2 separate regions of the Mus musculus genome follow, and region 1 is linked to region 2. Evidence: chromatin contacts called from public HiChIP or PLAC-seq data. All regions are on one chromosome and are shown on one strand. The core of a region is the stretch at or near the end of the contact, and the rest is flanking DNA. Distances in the headings are between cores, read along the strand shown. Region 1 holds the start of Irf1 (interferon regulatory factor 1). Region 2 holds the start of Ube2b (ubiquitin-conjugating enzyme E2B).

Region 1 (3,168 bases), core at 151-2,650, 1.8 Mb before region 2:
CATTAAACAGTGGCAGGAATACGCAGGATAACACTCACTTTATTGATCCAGATCAGCCCTGGGATTTGGTTGGAATTAATCTGCATCTCTAGCCAGGGTCTCATCCGCATTCGAGTGATTGGCATGGTGGCTGGAGGGAAAAGACAGAGGCCTGTGTTTGGAGTCTGTTAAACAACCCTGGGCACTGCCCTGCTCCACCCAAGGCCGCTCGCTCAATTACCTTCTCCTGTCCTCACACCCAGGTCATTACCCTCCCCCACTCTCCTGCCATCAGCCAGGTACCCAGGTCATAGATTAGGGACCCTGAAGTAGAATGAAACTCTCCAGCATCATGGGCAAAGCCACCTGCCCATTCTTTTCAGTCTCTCCCAGTCAGTCTCAGGAATAAACAACCAAGCAAGTCTGGATGGATGGATGGTTGCAGGATATATGTGCAAAAAAAAAAAAAAAGCCAAAAGACAGACATCTCAATGACAGAACTTTTCTCTCAAAATTCAATCTTTGGAAGAAGGAAGGGACTACTTTTGCTTGTCACCCCCAGCCCTGCACCTTCCAGGCTGTGCAAGCAAGCAAGTCAACCTCCATCTCGGGCACTTCTACCCACCCACTCCAATCCAGTCTATGTCCCCTCTTGACAGCCAGTGCCCACAACATACAGGCTGGGGCGCAACCCCTTCCGGCCTGGTTTCCCCTGCTGTTAAGAGAAGTGGCGCAAGCAACACCTGTGGCACCTCCTCCCGAAAGCCCAGTAGTTCACGACCCGGTCCAGCCAGTCAAGGCAGCGAGCCAACCTCTGCACCGAACACTGCGCGTCCGAAAGCAAGAGCTGGGAGCCAAGCTGCGACCGCCAAAAGTGCGCGCAGGCGGACATCCGAGTCCCCCGGCGCTGCTCGCGGGTGCGCGCGACGGCCACTCTGGGCTACCAAGAGGCCCCGCAGCGGCTCCGCGCACGCAGACCGCCGAGCGCGGCCAGAGGGCGGTGCACGCCGCGGCCCGCCTCCCGCCCGCTTGCAGCGCCCTCCCGAGCCAGCGCGCCACCGCGACCCAGGGTGTCTCTGGCCCCCACTTCCTGGTGTCCCGTGCGCCTTTTGTTCCACGGCACCCGTCGGTGCCCGCGCAGCTCCGGCGAGCTCACCTTTGCTGCAGGAGCGATTCGCAGAGGGTGCCGGAGAGCGAGGCACGGAGTTGCGGTGTAGGTACGCGATGCGCGCACGAAGCGAAAGATGCCCGAGATGCTGGGGTCCCTCTGGCCACCTCGGCTGACCTCGGCGCAACTCGGCCCGGTTCGGTTCGGTTCGGTTCGGTTCGGTTCGGCTTAGACTGTGAAAGCACGTCCTACCTCGACGAAGGAGTGGTGCGCACTGGCGAGTCCGCGGCGCCGCGAAGAAATCTAAACACTTAGCGGGATTCCCCGGCCCGGACTCGGCCACGCCCCCGCCGCGCCGCTCCTGCGCGCCCATTGGCCCACTCGGCCTCATCATTTCGGGGAAATCAGGCTGTTGTAGAGCTAAGCGGCGAAGGGGAAGTACAAGGCAGCTGTGCTCCCCACCCCCTCGGGCCCGCGCCACCGCCCCGGGGCTACCGCGGGCCCGCCCCTTGCTCCACTCCACTCCCCTGCCCCCTTGCCTGTCTTGGAAAGCCGAGACCGTCCCCCTCTTTCTGCAGACTCCCAGCCTGCTGGCTCCTATGATGGTCTTCCCCTTCTCCACGGGAGACACCTAACTCCCTATGTCTCTAGAACACCTGATTCCCTCTCCAGAAGGGTCCCCGGGACTAAATCACCCTCAAAATCAGTCTGGTAATGAAGTGTCAAGAAGGGAGAGATTATGTCCCTGTACCGCCTTACTTGCCACTTGGCTGCTCTGGGAAATTGAGGCAGAAGGCCTAACTTGGAAATACGGGGCAGTAGGAACTCCCAGCCTGGACTCTGCAGGGCCAGCCGTTGAAGGACTCAAGGACTCCGTAACCATAAAATGTCAATAGCTCACTTGCTAGTCTGAAGTGATGGGGGAACACCTTGTCCTTATGGGGAGAGATGATGTGTTTGCTTACATGGGCACAAGATGCGGGTGTGCTTTCCTGTGCCACACGAGGTTCTAGCTAGCGGTGACCAAGGCGACCCTTATTCCTTGGGACTACCTAACACCAAAGAAGTGGATAAAATTCCGAAGTGGCCGTGGTTCCTTCTATGACACCTACTTCAGCTCTCCATCCTCGACGTAGCCCTAGGGAGAGAGTTCCTCTCTGATAGTCTTGAAGTCATTTCTGAGTCCCCAAAGCCTGGCTCTGGAGAAGTTCTGGGCAGCATAGGGAAATTGTGGCTAAGGGGGGACCCAGGTCCCAAGGGGATGGCAAGGGCAGCGGGTTAACTGGTGTTCACGAGTAAACCTTGCCAGTTTGTTCTTTCTCTTAGCGGCTGGGCTAGTGTATACATGTTCCATCTCCGAACTCTGGCCCCTCAGGCTTCTTCATTCGCTTCCTCGCAGCTTCTGACTCACAAGTACATCAGTCCTCTACCGTGTCATTCTCTTGTGTCACCTTCCTCACCCTAGCTGTCCGTCTAGGACAGCACCCAGTTTGAATGTTGCAAGCTGTAATACACACATCAATGGACGATTGTACCTGTAACGTCACTGCCTCATAGACGAGCTAGGAGATTCAAGGTGGCAGGAGGATTTGGAAGGAGGAATTGAGACTCTAGAATAAATACGGAGGTATTTGAAGTCGCAAATTAAGAGAATCACTAGAGACCAGGGCCTTCTGATCACATGACTCTGAATCTGACACCTGCTCTCTGTGCAACAGATGTATACTTGCTCTGTGGAGACACTCTGACCAGCCAATGGAAAATTCAAAATGAGATTAGGGAGAGAAACTTTGTAACTCTTGAAGCCCACAGAGACCCTACTGAAAGCAACCAGAGACTACAAATTACATCAAAATAACTGTGTGGGTATACATAATGAAAGTCAGCCTGTGTCCTGGAATGTCCATATGCAGCCTTGTTAGTGATGGGTACCTGTTTTCTGTCATAAGGATAAATAAAAATTTACCCGATAGATAAATACCCTGTTGTAGGACATTTAGGTTATTTCCACCTTTTCCCAATAGAGACAACACTGTGAGCAAAGTCTCTACACACACACTAACAGTCTTCTGCTTAGGAGA
Region 2 (3,156 bases), core at 580-3,079:
TTGGTATGGCTGGACGGAAATTTAAAAAAGCCCAGGCACTTGTTACCGGCCCAGGGGATTTAAAAAGCCTGTTTTCCCCCAAGACAAGGTCTCTCCCAACTCTAGGTGCGGTGGAATTTGCAGACCTCTAGTCCCCTGTCTACCCAGTGCTGGAGTTGTGCTTGTGCGCTGCATCCTTTTCAATAACATTTTACAGGGCTACCTAAGGCCCTGGGGTTCTACGGAATAACTCAAAGAGAAGAAACGTAAAGGTAAGAATATTTAACTTTTAGCTTAGTCACATTGTGAGGACACAGCAGCGGCTATCAAGAGTAAGACATACCTGACAATCCTCAAGGTTACTTTTTGGCGGGGAGGGATGAGACGCTCAGGCTGCCTAGGGTGGCTACCATCCTGCTTCACTGAGGCTAGCCTTATACTCCTGATCCTTTCCACTCTCCGAATGGTGGGATTGGCAGGATGCACCAAGACGCTGGGTTCTCAAGGTCATTTTAAATCAAGAGAATTGTTTGAAGGAAGAAGGGATAAGGACAGTGAAAAAGGTTAACCCTTCCTGGTTTCATGGAACCATGTGAAAGAGTGAGCAGTGGAGTCTCATGCGCTTCCCCCTTCTTGAGTTAAAGAATTCCGCATCTACTACACTGTTCCGGTCCCTAGAACTAACAAATCCCCAATACAGGGCTAGAAGCTGAGCACGGAAATTCCAGGAGCCAGCTGGGGGCTGTGGTGGTCAATGCTTCGGGAATCGGCTATGAATCAACCCCCCACACCGCACTTCCGGTCCATTTGGTCCCTCTTTGCTATTGTATAAAGCTTGTAATGAGTTACCTCAGAGTCGAGCTCTAACTCCCACCCATGTCTGCAGGATCTCTCCCCTGATCTGAATCATTTTTGTAGGTTTCTTTGACAACCAGCAGCATTGATATGCTCTAAAATCACACCCACTCACTTCTTGAAAAACACAATTGTGCCCCACCGCAGGCAAATTCACAGATTCCAATTCAAAGACTCCATAGATGGAGTCTTTAAGGTTTGGGCAATCTATTCCACTCTCATTTCTGTATAAATTCTAAGTATGGAAATTCCATTAGCAGGAACAGGCTATTGATGCAAATGCCCTTAATCCCATCTCATTTGCACCGACCTAGCATTCAAAGCCGTTCATTACAAGGCTTTGCCACACTTTCAGTACCTGTCCCACGTACCAGAGTTGCTAAGCCACTTGAAACACAGAATTAAGTCCAGATTTTTTTTTTGTTGTTCCGTTTTAAAAGACTCAGAATGCAAGCGGCTCCTTCCACAATGTCTCCTTTTGCAAAGCCCCAGTACTTTGGGACCAAAAGAATAATGTATGACTAGAGGTGTCAACTCCTTATACTCAAGGACCTGCTTTGTTAGACCTGAAACCAGAGCCAGGCTAGGCCATCACGTGACCTGCTCTGATGGCGTCACAGGCACACGTGGTTCTAGATACTTCGCTCCCTCCCCCTCAGGGGTGGATTGTTGACAGCGGCGCTGGCGGTCACGTGACTTGACGTCACCCCCCCCCCCACCTCCTCTCCTCCGAAATCTCAGGCTCCGGATGCACCACTCTCTCCCCGTCCGGCCGAACTTGAAACTAGCGACGGGGGGAGCGAGGCGAGGTAGCGTGTGGGCTCCGAGGGCGTTGGGCCGGGCCGTGTTCAGCGTGAGCACGGAGCGGATCCTCCGTAGTTGCCCGCAAGCAACAAGCCCGGAAGGCCGCCTTCTGCCCCTCCGGTGCGGCGCGCGCGCCCGCTCGCCCCGCCCCCTCTCCCCCCTCCCGCGGTGGTACTGGCGGAGGGCGGAGGGATCTGGAGGCGGCGGAGGGAGACGTCATTGCAGGGTTGTTTGTGCAGTCTCGGTGGCGGCGGCGACCCACAGTGATTCGGCCGCTGCGCCGGGGGGTGGGGGGGCTGAACGGGACTCTTTTCTTTCAGACTGACCGCGGGGCAGCTGCGGAGCATGTCGACCCCGGCCCGTAGGAGGCTCATGCGGGATTTCAAGCGGTAAGGGCCCTCGTCTTAGCCCAATATGACGGCCTCTTCCCGAAGCCATGGACTGTAGGGCGGGGATTCCGGATATCTTCCTCCTGGTGACCCTGAGGAGGCGGGCAGTGGGCCTGCGGGACCCACGGCAGTCCCGGCTTCCCGGTGGCTCTTACTCCCTCGCTTCATACCTCCCTCTGTCTGGAGTAAAGATGGTCGGTACTACAGCCTCCTGCCCTTCCCCCCCAAAAGTAGGAAGGTGGCCATCGCTGGGCCTAGGTGTCCCAGAGGCCCACCTAGGGCAGATGCAGACGCTTCACCTCCCGCCTCTGCACCCTGCAGTGTCCCCTCCCCAGGTGGTGCGAGTGAGCTGCTCCTGAGGCTCCGGCCTCGCCTGGCGGACCAGTCCAGCTTTGTTACAGGGCCCCGTGATCTCCTGTTGGTAGTGAGAGGTTGGGGTGAATACTGCCCCAAATCTCTCCCTTTCTGCAGTGGTGAGGGTGGGGTCTGCTGCGCGAGGTCCGGAGGTGGTTAGCCCATCCCCCGAAACCCGATCTGCCCCCGCCCACCTGGAAGGACCTTGAGAACTGGCTCGGGAAACCTGGGCCTGGAGCTAGCCACTTGGCCTGCCAGTGCCTTCTGGAACTAAGATCTGGCCGCGGAATAAAAGCCTATCTATAGCCTCCCCAGCCTGGAAAAATGCCTTCCGTCAGACTGGAGCTAATCTGATACTCCACCTGGGCCTCCTTTTGGAAAATAGGGGTTTATAGGAAATGTGGGGCTTGAAGGAAGAAGATGACCTCTCCCAGTTGTTTACCTCTCCTTGGAAACGTACAAGTGCAGAAACAGTAGACTAGATACTAGTTTTCTTTCTGGGCAGACCCGCTGTGATTGAGACAAATCTGTAATATAAAAACTTAGATTTGCCTCTCAGGAAGCAACTGCTCAACTTTCCCATTATAAAGCCCTTTATGAGAGAGAGAGAAAAAAAAGCCCTTTATGAGGCATTTGGAAGCTATTGTCTTGGGACCTGGACAACTTCATCATTTAATTCGTTGCTGATTTTAGCCACACAATTGAGGAATGAAGCAGTAAATTCGTCCCTCTCAGTCCTGTTAGTGACCTAATCTGCTTGAGGTTGACCAGTTTG

What was found. HiChIP or PLAC-seq counts read pairs in DNA pulled down with a chosen protein or histone mark.
Region 1: a FOXA1 HiChIP or PLAC-seq map of pancreatic cancer cells shows a contact between it and region 2. The contact joins the promoter of Irf1 here to the promoter of Ube2b in region 2. A contact is called at or near these places in 1 of 39 promoter capture datasets (liver) and 1 of 115 datasets of contacts at active chromatin or transcription factors (pancreatic cancer cells).

What each region holds. Positions count from the first base shown.
Region 1 is chr11:53,768,246-53,771,413 of GRCm38.p6, reverse strand. It overlaps Irf1 (interferon regulatory factor 1), which reads right to left and starts at 1,400. Exons shown (of 10, transcript NM_008390.2): 1 at 1,136-1,400; 2 at 39-130. The coding sequence starts at 125.
Region 2 is chr11:51,999,164-52,002,319 of GRCm38.p6, reverse strand. It overlaps Ube2b (ubiquitin-conjugating enzyme E2B), which reads left to right and starts at 1,829. Exons shown (of 6, transcript NM_009458.5): 1 at 1,829-2,027. The coding sequence starts at 1,984. It also overlaps a transcript of Cdkl3 not described here.